Linked DNA regions of Capra hircus: region 1 is linked to region 2. The links are chromatin contacts, called in public Hi-C maps. All regions are on one chromosome and are shown on one strand. Each heading gives the region's core, a stretch centred on a gene start, on an enhancer-like site or on the middle of the called end of the contact. The rest is flanking DNA. Distances are from core to core; before and after follow the strand shown. Region 1 holds the start of DEF6 (differentially expressed in FDCP 6 homolog). Region 2 holds the start of FANCE (Fanconi anemia group E protein).

Region 1 (5,900 bases), core at 1,393-3,892, 140 kb after region 2:
TCATGCCAGGCGCATACCTGGTGCTCAATAATATTTGTCGAGTGAATGAATGAGCCCCTAAGGCAGACCCCAGAGGGCTGAGGCCTCCCTCATCCTGTCCCTGTGTCCCCCGGCTCCAGTGGCCTGGGGCCTTGCTTCTTGCCCACTAACGAGGGTGAAGGCAGCACTAACCCAGGAGTGCAGGACAGAAGCTTTTTGGTCTCCCAGGAATTATCTAGGACCAAGCAATGAACTTCAGGGCAATCACTGATGGGGCTCTTCCTGGACTCAGATTCTACCCCTTCCCTGCTAGAAGTTTCAAGGCCTAAGGTAAGTTTCCCAACCTGGTGGGCATGAGGGGGTTGGTGAATGGCAGTATGTTGGGGTCTTCAGTCCTTGCCCCTTCCCAGTTCTGTCCCGCCTAGGAGGCAGGGTACAGAGTAGATGCTCTCCTGCCAAGGGCGACTGAGCCCTTGGGGCCGTGAGAGGTTCTTAAACCCTCTCTCTCAGCTCCGGGAGGAAGTGACTGACAAGTACTAGCCAACTGTCTCTCTTCAAAGCCAGGAGGAAGCAGCAGGAGGGAGTAAGGTGCATGCCCAAGCTTGACTCCGGGGAGACGTGTGCTCATCACATGGAATCTGGGATGTAGCTTGGCTCGTGGCCCTCAGAACCCCATGATGCCGCCTCTGCTCTCCTGAGAGTTTGGGTCGGGGCTCTGGACCATGGCCCTGCACACACCTCACTGGGGCCTCTGGATGGTGGGCAGCAGCCTCTACCGGGCCGCATCACCCCAGTTACCCAGCACCGGCCCCCCACCCTTCCGGGGCCCCTGGCTAGCTGTGGTGCCCCTGGAGGAGCACAGGGTTCACGCCTAGCTCCCAGGAAGCAGGGGCTGCTGAGGCGCATCTGCCAGCCTCCCCTGTGCCCCAGGTGCCCCTCACCTTGAGCTGGGACTTGGAGACCTTGCCGCTCTTCTCCACGTCCAGCGCGGTGAACGCGTACCAGATGGACTTAAGCAGCTCCTTGCGCAGGGCCATGGCTGAGGCGCCCGCCCGGCCCAGGGGCGGCTCTGACACCAAGATCCGGTTTCAGGAAATGCAAACGGCAGCAGAGACCGCAGCAGGGCCTGCGGCACGGATCAAGAGCTCCACCTGCCTGCTCTCGTGGGCTCCCACGCTGGCAGGACCCAGACTGTTGCTCAGCGGCCCCGCTCCCTGCTTGGGACTGGGGACCAAGCCCTGGGAAGCTATGGCCCCAGCTCTGTTCAACCTAGTTCCCTGGGCCTGAGGCCCTTTGGGAGCCTCCTCAGCCCCGGAGCCTCCTGGGCCCCCAGAGGCAGCTTGCTGAAGGAAAAGCGAGCCCGTCCTGACTTTGGAGCCAGACAGCAAGGGGCAGGTCCTGTCCGATCCCACACTTACCAGGTGGGAGGCTCTGGATGAACAACGTAACCTCTTCAAGCAGCTTCTCATTGGTAAAGCAGGAGAAATGCTCACCTCATAGACTGTAAAGAGGTCCGAGGATGGGTGTAAAGCTGGGTTAGGCTCTGGGTAAAGCATTTCTTTTAAGGCCGTCTAACACTACTGTGGTGGCGGGGCCCTTCCCACCACCACCAATACGAACTTGGAGGAGGAACTGGGCCAGGGTGCCTCTCTAGGTTGGGAGGACTTGGCATGTGATTGGCCGCTTCCTTATCCCCTGGCCTTGGCTCTTAACAAGGCACCCAGAGGACTGTCCCCTCTGGGGCCCAGTGGCTCTGACCCAGAGACTCTGAAGCTCATGGGGTGAGCCCCGTGGTGGGGCCCAGCTTCCAGGGCGCTGGGAGCAGGAGGGTGGGGGCCCAGGACCCTCCACTTCAGTGCTTCTGTCTCTTTAGACTCAGTACCTGTGAGGGCTGGCGCATACTCCTGCCACCAACAGTGGCCTTGGATGTTGAAGGTAACTGAAGCACCCCTACTCGGGGGCATGCCCCAGCATCTGTCCTTCCAAGGAGCAAGTGCAAAGGAGAGTTTGCTAGGCATCTCCTAGGATGCCTGTGTTGGAGAGGGGGGCACATCTGTGACAGCGGAGAAGAGAGGAAAAGAGACACCTCCACCTGCAATGCCTGTGATGCTCCCAAGCAGGAGGGGTCAAAGCCACGCGTTCTCTCCATCACCTGCCTTTCCTGCATTCCACCCTTCCCACCAGGGCTGGTCTGGTCCTACCACATACTTTTCAGGAAACTCCAACTGTGTCTTCGGACTTCCACAGCATGGTCCCAGACACCTAGGTGGGTACCCCCAGAGCTGGGTATCGAAGCTGGCACTTCAGCACCAGGGCAGCAGAGCCATCAGAGATTTTGGGTGCCTTGGCAAGGGTACCCCCAGTCCGTGGGGCTTTGCTCACTTGGAGCAGTGGACTGTGTGCTATGTGTAGAGAAGTGGTTGGGTCTGGAGGGGCTGTGATGACGTATCACAAAGCAAAGTAGAAAAAAACAGAGTTCCTCCACCCTACTCATCTTGAGGCTTGAGATCCAACCAGAGCCTGGAAGCAGTGGTCACACTGGCCTTGTTTGGCTGCCTGGAGCCCACCTGCTCAGCTGCAGGCAGGAAGCCACCGGCCACTCCCTGGGGCTTCTCACATTAGGGCTTCCTTCCCCGGCACTCCTGGGAGGGCAGGCCCTACAGTCCGACACTGAGGCTGCGTGAGGTCTGTGCCCCTGGCACCAGGGCCCAAAGCTGAAAGGAGGGAGGAAAGACCCAGGTGGAAACTTGGAACTTTTATTAAATACTCATTCACCCATTTGCCACCACCATCCAGAGCAGGAAAAGAAATTATCAAAATGGAATTAAAAAAAATAAAACAAATTACACCCAATCCCCAGTATGTACAAGGTCTTTCCTGGCCTCTCTGCCACAGCTGCAGAGAGGCTGGGGAGCAGCTGGGGTGGGCGTGGGGCTGGGCACCTATCTCCAGCCATGGGCCCCTGAGCGACTCTGACTGTGGTGGCAGAAAGTCCCTGCTGCCAAGGGGCCAGACACCTCGACTGGCCTCCGGGGAGGTGTTTATTGCTGGGAGGGGCAGGGCTGGGCCCGCTCTGCCCCTACTGGGCGCAAGAGCTGTCTGATTGCTCCCAGAGTGGGCAATGACCAGTTGGGAGTAGAGGACCAGTCCCAAGAGCAGCCCCAATCGCCACCTGAGAAGGGGGATGGACCAAGGGCAGGATGGGTGTTTTCCAGAGAGGAGAGAGGGTGCTCAGCTGATTCTGGGGGGAGGACACCCCAGTGCAGCCTGCTGATCAAGCTCGTCCTCCTTAGCTCCTGAGGATGATGCACTCCCTGACTCCAGCTGCCTGGCCCTCCTTAGGGGCAGGGCTCCTGTGCCCTTCAAGCCGTTTTCTTGCTGCCTTCTTGCCCCAGAGACCTTTGTGGCCACCTGCATGTCAGCCACGGTCTGGGCCCTTGGAGGCAAGGATGCCTGTGCAGCCCGGCACCTCCTTCAGTGTGGTGTGGGACGCAGCCCTCGGGCTCAGCAGCCGCTCTCCGACTCTGCGGTCTCCAGGGTCGCCGCCCCCTGCTGCATGGCAGCGGTGGCCACGCTGATAGCCTCCTCTAAGGTCTGCTGCGCCTCCAGCTGTGGAGAAGGAAGGAGAGAGTGAGACCCTCCCTCCCAGGGCCCAGTGGTAGGGTATGTGGTCTACTTTCTTGAATGTCCTCCGCCCACCCAGTGTCACACACACCTGAGCACTCGGTAGGGCCCCAGGAAACAGGAAGTTCACTGATAGAACCCTATTAGGCTAGGCATGGTGAGGAGCCATGGAACGGTCCAGGGTCAGACAGAGCAGCTTGCTGATGGAAGGGGAATGGCGGGCTGGAATAATCATCTACTTCAGCCCCGTTATCTTCCAGATGAAGGAACAGAGACACAAAAAATGAAGGGTTGAGACTGCAAGGCAGACTGCCATGAAATTTACCGTGAAGGTCAAAAGGGGCTCCCCACCCTGCGTCAGTGAAGGAAGAGGCTGGGCCTGAGACAGGTGTGTGGATGCAGGCAGAAAGGGATCTGTCGTCTGAAGTGGGCACCTTCAGACCCAAATGCTGTCCTCTTCTAGTCCTCCACGGAGTTCCCTGCCCTTCGTGCTTCTTTCTGCAGCCACCAGTCTCCTCACCTGCACCGCAATGTGAGTTCCGTTGGCTGTGGCCAGCAGTGCCACCTGTTGATGATGAAGGGATGCTACACTTGAGTCCTCAGCCACCACAGTCCCAGAGGTGATGATTGTGACCTGAAATATATATTAAGAATGAGGTTTTCCAACCTACCTACATTATTTTCCCAATCCCCAATCCAAAAAAATCCCTTCAAGCAAGGTATCTGGGAACAACTTAGAAGGAAATGAATAAAATCATTGAGTCTGATTAATGAGCTAGCTTGGGGCTCAGAGCTAAATGGGGGTTGTGGCAGTGGTGGTTTAGTCACTATGTTGTGTCCGACTAGAGACCCCATGCACTATATAACCCACTAGGCTTTTCCTTCCATGGAATTTTCCAGGCAAGAACACTGGAGTGGGTTACTATTTCCTTCTCCAGGGGAATCTTTCTTCCCAACCCAGGAACTGAACCTGGGTTGGCACACCACCCCAATACTATTGCCTGGAAAGTCCCATGGATGGAGGAGCCTGGTAGGCTGCAGTCCATGGGGTCACTAAGAGTCGGACACGACTGAGCGACTTCACTTTCACTTTTCACTCTCATGCACTGGAGAAGGAAATGGCAACCCACTCCAGTGTTCTTGCCTGGAGAATCCCAGGCACAGGGGAGCCTGGTGGGCTGCCATCTGTGGGGTCACACAGAGTCGGACACGACTGAAGTGACTTAGCGGTAGCAGCAGCTCCTGCATTGCAGGCGGATTCTTTTACTGACTGACTACCAGGGAGGCCCTAAGTGGGGGCTGTATGTTTCTTTAACTTACAGTCAACTTAATTTATGAATTTTGAGCCTCAGAAGGACAGAGCTGTAAAAGGCCCCACAGGTAATTTAATACTCTTATTTGAAAATGGACTAAAGCTCATGGAAAAGTAACATGCAACATGCCTATGGCAGCAAGCAAACTGTCTCTTGACTCTCAGAGCAATGTTTGTCAACAAAGAGTTGATGATGACCCAGAGGAGTTGTAGGGAAGACGCTTTATCTGTGGGAATCTTGGTCCTCCTAAGAAGGCTGGACTAATTTAGCCCGCACTGTAAAGCCTGTCCCACAGAAAGGAAGGACGAGAGAGGAAGAACCCCAAGCAAACGGCCTGGTCGTACTGGCTGCGTCTGGGTGCCGTCAGCGCTGACCATGGCGACTGTGTGTGCGCCAGAGGTGGCAAGGTCATCATCGTGACTGGGGATGGCGAGGGTGGTACTGCCGTGCTGGGTCACCATACTGATGGCGCTCCCCAGGGCCTGCAGGTCTTCTGGGGACAGGCTGACCTGCCAATAGGAAGGAGGAAGATGAGCTAGGAGTGGAGGGGAGGGTTGCCTGAAAGCCCCTAGGCAGATGAACCTGCTCTTTCAGGTTTGCTTATTGGTAGACTAGAGGATTAGCTTCTTGTCACAGGGCAGAGGGATCAGGACAAGCAAGTGAAACAGGCCCTGGTTGCAGAGAGGCTACAAAGAACTCTGCTGACCACGTCTGTTCACCACCACTTTGCATCAGGGCTCTGTTCCATGCAATTCAGGGTCTCTACCCAATTTCATCCTTGTCATCAACTCTGAAGTCACAGATGCACTTGACAGTGAGCGTGCAGACAGAGGCTGGGTTATGCTGCTGGCACGAAAGCCCAGGCTTCCAGAGGCCAAACCATGCTCTGACCCATACACCAACATGCCTCTCTGAAGGAGGACATCCAGGTGTTTCACTCGGGAAATAGGACCTGTCAGCCTTCAAGGAAAAAGGGAAACTACT
Region 2 (5,818 bases), core at 1,477-3,976:
TAGACAAGGGCCCATGTAAATCCAACTGAACAAACTTGTCTTCTTTGCATCCATCCTGATGGGGCTAGACCAGGCCCTGGGCTGGGAGGTCAAGCTGGATGCTGGGATGACTCCCCCATTTCCCATAAGATGGGGCGTCAGGGGTAGCTCCAGAGCCTTTCCTCTTCCCCGGTACCCCTGACCTCACAATACTGATCATTAGGTCAAGGGTTCCCACCTCCAGTCCCTCCCCTCCCTACCCTCTTCTCAGAAGCTTGTGGGGCAGAAACTACATTCCCTCATCCCTCCTCCTTCCCCTTGCTCCACAGACTACAGTCATTCCAAAGGGGACAGTGTCCCAACCAGCTTTTGCCCTGTATGAACCCTCCACTCCAAAAGATCACTCTAAAGCAGCAGCCTCACCCTAGTACCTGGATAACTTTGGGCAACTCCAAACTCTCAGGTAGGCCCTTAGCATCCTTTAGACTCTGACCAGCCTCACTGGGCTCAGGTCCCATGATAGGCTGGTTTGTAATGGATGATGCACCTCCTCCATCAGCCAGGGATTCCGAAGATTCGTGTTCAGGTCTCTTCCCCTCATGACCTTCTTCTTCCTCTTCTTCCTTTTCCAAACACCGGAGCCTTTTGGGGGCCCTCTCCCCCTCAGGACTGACAGGCTCTTCCTCTGGCTCCTTCCTGCGTTTCCCAGGCTGCTGGGAGTCCTTGTTCTCCTGCCCTTCTCCTTCAGAATCTGGAACTGGGGGCAACTTCAACTTCCTGCCCCCTTGGCCCAGCCGCCTACACAGGCCTTGAAGCTGTCTCTGGCACCTTTCAGACAGTGGGGATGCTCCATCAGTGGAAACACCAGCACTCAGATCCCTTTGCAGAAATTCTCCAAGGGCCCGGAGCCAGGGATCAAGGTCAGGGCTTGGATCCTGCCTCGCAATCTGCAGCACAGGGAGGAGCCTGCTTTCGGGCAGCGATGGCCAAACAGCCATGAGCAGGGACATCAGGTTTGTCCGGCATAATGGGGGCAATCGCAGCAGCAGTGGTTTCCTAGGTGGCAGAGGGAGGGTACCATTAGGAGCATCTCGCTGAAAGGAGCACAGAGCAGGCTAGCTAGAGTTAGAGGCTACATGGCGCTGGACAGAAGTGGGTGGGGAGCGCTGGAAGGCAGCACCTGAGGGTCAGTGTGGATGGAAGTGGAGACAACATGGAAATCACTCAACAAGCGAGCATCTATTCTACACTACACTAGGCCCTGCTCTTTGACATCTCCTATTTCAGCTCAAAAATTGGAACCTACCCTGTAATCCATCACTTCATGGCAAACAGATGGGGAAACAATGGAAACAGTGACAGACTTTATTTTCTTGGGCTCCAAAATCACTGCAGATGGTGATTGCAGCCATGAAATTAAGATACTTGCTCCTTGGAAGAAAAGCTATGACCAACCTAGACAGCATATTAAAAAGCAGAGACATTACTTTGCCAGCAAAAGTCTGTCTAGTCAAAGCTATGGTTTTTCCAGTAGTCATACATGGATGTGAGAGCTGGACTATAAAGAAAGCTGAGGGCAGAAGATTTGATGCTTTTCAACTGTGGTGTTGGAGAAGACTCTTGAGAGTTCCTTGGACTACAGGTAGATCCAACCAGTCCATCCTAAAGGAAATCAGTCCTGAATATTCATTGGAAGGACTGATGCTGAAGCTGAAACTCCAATACTTTGGCCACCTGATGTGAAGAGCTGACTCATTTGAAAAGACTGATGCTGGGAGAGATTGAGGGCAGGAGGAGAAGGGGATGACAGAGGATGAGATGGTTGGATGGCATCACCAACTCAATGGACATGAGTTTGAGTAAACTCTGGGAGTTGGTGATGGACAGGGAGGCCTGGCATGATGCAGACCATGGGGTCGCAAAGAGTTGGACCAACTGTGACTGAACTGAACCCTGTAATAGATCCATACCTGTTTTATGTAAACAAGAAAAAAAAAGTCCTTTCTGAAATTTTATGTAAAAATGATACTCCAGGACGCCGAGTAATGCTTAGTCTGCAGCCCTGTGCTCCCCTCGGCAGTCCCTGCAACTCACAGGGTAACCACCCTTCACGCTTCCGCACCTCTTCACACACAGACACTTGGGCTACGTGAGGCAGGAAAGAAACCTTTTATTTATTTGTGTGTGGGGGTTAAAAACACATCTAGAGCAGCGGGTAGCGCCAGCTCCTGCTTCACACGACCCTAGAGGATGAGGGCACCAACAGGGCCGGAGGAACGCGGGCGGACGACTTACAGCTCCAGGCGACAGTCCGGGCCCTCCACGACGGGCTCCTCCCGGCACAGCGCCTCGAGGACGCCGCCCCAGGCAAACGGCTCCCCGCCGCGGCCGCTCAGTGTCCGCAGCACCCCCAGACCGCGCCGCGCCCCGTCGGGCCCGGCCTGCAGCGCCTGCAGCAGGAGGCGGCCGGGGGCCTCCAGCCGAGCCCAGGGCGCCGCCGGCTCTGCGTCCTCAACCCGAGCGGGCTCAGCCTCCAAGGCCTCCATGCCCGGGATCGGGGAGTCGCGCCGCCCCGCGATCCGGCTTCGGGCCTCAGCTCCGGGGCCTGGGGAAAGGGAGGCTGAGGACAGCGCCGCTCCAGCCAAGTTCCATACTCAGCGCCGGGAGACGCCCGGCTAGGGCGCGGGACTCGGGCGCTCGGCAAAGAAGAGAAGCTGGAGGTGCGGCTAGGGGCGGGGCGCCGGGGAAAGCCGGAAGGGGCGGGACTGGGATAGGCCGGGCCGGAAGCAGGAACCGAGCAGGGGAGGGGGCAAAGGCCGACTGCCGGTCTGCTGATGGGGCGGGGCCAGAGTTGGGGCGGGGCTACGAAGAAATAGGCTTGTGGGCGGGGTCATGCAAGAGATTGGGTGGGACAGGGCTTGATGGAGGAGCGGGTCCTTACCTTCCTTCAGGTAAGCGATGAGGGCGGAGGTACAGAACGGATATCAGGGTTGGTTGTATTCAATACTTCTGGACCCAAGCCTATTTAAACTGACGCCTATGTTGCTTGCAGATCTTGGGCTTTGGCATAGATTTGATCATAAAACACCGTAAGGTCACCTCTTCCACAGGCCATCAGCTGCCATCATTTGAGTTTCAGCCATCTCCAGAAATATTTGATGTATAAGTACACCAGAGAATGGGAGTTTCAGTAAAATCTAATGTTATCTGTTACAGCAAAGAACCTTGCTACTGTAACCTTCCTCTCAAATCAAGAAGTAGCCTTGCTCTGGTTGTTTATAAAGGACCAAGAGAGCCTCCATTTCCCAGTGTTTCAGCTTAGGGAAATCTGGAGGAACCAAATCTTCCCGCGAAGGGAGGGATCACAGCAGAGGATGGAAATAAAGGCAGAGGGGAGAAGACCCCACAGGACCCCCATAAAGCCTCCTTCGGGTGCCAGCTTGTATTTCTGTCTTCCCAGCTTCTGCTGCCATGCATACATCCATTTGATCAATAAGCCTTCTACTGATCACCTAGGGCTAAGGATACAGGGAACAAAATAAAGATGCTTGCCCTTATTGTTGCTGATGCTCAAGGGAGGAAACAGACAACTGAATAAGTAAACAATAGAATGACTGTTTGTGATAGGAGGGAACAGAGATAGAGTGAGGTAGTTTTAAATAGGTGGTCAGGCAAGCTGAACCTAAAGGAGATAAGGAAGTAAGCCAGGTAGAGGTCTATGGGGAGACCATTCTGGGAAGAAGGTTATGGTTAGGCTTTGAGCAGAAGCCTGGCTGGAGCTGAGTGCCCCTGCTGGAGAAAAATAGATGAGATTGGAAAGATAACCAGACCAGATTTTGTGAGGCCGTGAGGTCCCAGAGGGAAACTTGTCTTTTACTCTGAATAGTATGGGAAGCCATAGGCATATTTTGAGCTGGATCTGATTACCATTAGAGTCAGTTTTATAACTTTTTCCAAAATGATTTCAAGGGAGCTATTGGATAGGACTGGAGTTCCCAGGTGACTCAGTGGTAAAGAATCCACCTGCCAAGTGTCAGGCAATATCCACTGGAGGAGGAAATGGCAACCCACTCCAGTATTCGTGCCTGGGAAATCCCATAGACAGAGGAGCCTGGAGAGCTACAATGCATGGGATCACAAAGAGTTGGACACGACTGAAGCGACTGAACAACACTGGAGAGGAGTAAGGAGGATTTCTTAGATAGTGCCTGCTTTGCAAAGCCCAAAATAGTAGGAAAGAAATTTCTTCCAGGAACCTCTCTCTCAGGCTATCAGTTCTAACTTAATAGGAGATGTTTTTGGTCTTCTAATGATGTTGGGGGCAAGGAGTTAAGAGAGGCCCAGATAAGTAGTGGGCAGGGCCAAGAATGCTAAACAACCTTCAATGCCTTGCCCACCCTCAACAAACAAAGCTTTCCTTTGTAGTGGCTCTAGCTCATGCCCTTCAAGGTCTGCATTCTAGCCGATGGGAAGGAGATGAAGGAGAAAAGTTCTTAAAAAGTGTTCTCTAAAAGTGTGGTTCAAGATCCCTGAAGGAATACTCAAGATCCTTTCAGGGGATCCCTGACATCACTCTTCTTTGTAGTACTTATGTTGTTATTTGCCCTTTCTTGTCTCATTCTCTTATGGGTATAAAGTGAAGTTTTGCAAAAGCCAAGTCACAAGTGATACTACACAACAGGTTAAGTGCAGAAGCAACCCCTTGGTTGGGATGGGGGCACGCCTGGGGTATAAGCAGACTCTTCAGACACCAGCAGTGATGCTTTAGGTACATTTTAATGGTTTCCTTCAGAATCCTTTTACAAAAGAACAAAGTTAAAAACCAAGTCCCTGCCGAGACATTGAGAACCCTACCCCCTCGCTACGTCCCCCAGCTGGGTCACTGCTGCAGTCCATGAGGGTAGAGGGCTTGCTACTTTCGTCCCTTACCAAGCCCCCAAAGGGGAAATACCTACCACCTGGCAACCCCTGCCCCTCAGCCCCATCCCCCACACGTTGATCGTGGTTATGGCAGGCAGTGGTAAGAACTATTGGGGTCCAGGAGGAGTTCTGAACCCCAGAAAGTCATGCCCAGGGCACAGTCCATGAAGAGCACTTCCTCTTCTGGCTCGGTGCCCCCTAGGAACACTGGTCTGCCCACCATCTGGGAGTAGAAAAGGAAATAAGAGAAAACCCATCAGCTTCAGTTCTAGTTGTGCCTGGTACCAGAGAATCAAGGCCGACACATAGGTTGGGGAGGTTATCCATAGCACAAAAGTACCACATCCACACAGGCACCATCCATGTCATAGACAGCATATGTAGGTTTTACAATTCACAGACATTTATTATAAAGCATAACTAGCAGCCTTCCCAACCTCCATATCCCCGCTATTACCACCTCACTCACAGAGGCCAGCTGCATACTCTCAGGCCAGAGAGGATCAAAACTCGGGGCCTCATCTGGGAGCTGGGGCAGGTAAATACAGTCAGATTTGAAAGGGCAGCGGCCATTCCCCCGCACGAAGAACCGGCATTGAATCTGGCTATGAGAGGGCAGAAGGAGAGAAGACCATCACCTTCAAGCCCAGTTGCCCCAGGAACAAGGGCCAGCATGTAAGCTTGGGTAGGCTGTACACAGCACAAGGACTCCACATCCATCCTGGCACCTCTGGCATCATCCTAAAGGAAATCAACCCTGAATATTCATTGGAAGGACTCATGCTGAAGCTGAAGCTCCAATACTCCAGCCATCTGATGCGAAGAGCCAACTCATTGGAAAATACCCTGATGCTGGGAAAGATTACAGGCAGGAGGAGAAGCAGGCAACAGAGGATGAGGGGTTGGATGGCATCCTCGA

Evidence for each region. Hi-C and Micro-C count contacts between places; a contact is called where the count stands out from the background.
Region 1: a contact with region 2 is called in a Hi-C map of blood, with 2.8 times the contacts expected there. The contact joins the promoter of DEF6 here to the promoter of FANCE in region 2. A contact is called at or near these places in 2 of 5 Hi-C or Micro-C datasets (both in blood).

Annotation. Positions count from the first base shown.
Region 1 is chr23:39,439,138-39,445,037 of ARS1.2, forward strand. DEF6 (differentially expressed in FDCP 6 homolog) reads right to left here and starts at 2,643. Exons shown (of 11, transcript XM_018038778.1): 1 at 921-2,643. The coding sequence starts at 1,016. ZNF76 (zinc finger protein 76) reads right to left here. Exons shown (of 13, transcript XM_018038781.1): 12 at 4,124-4,237; 13 at 2,722-3,588. The coding sequence ends at 3,484.
Region 2 is chr23:39,299,717-39,305,534 of ARS1.2, forward strand. It overlaps FANCE (Fanconi anemia group E protein), which reads right to left and starts at 2,727. Exons shown (of 10, transcript XM_005696467.3): 1 at 2,275-2,727; 2 at 411-1,035. The coding sequence starts at 2,525.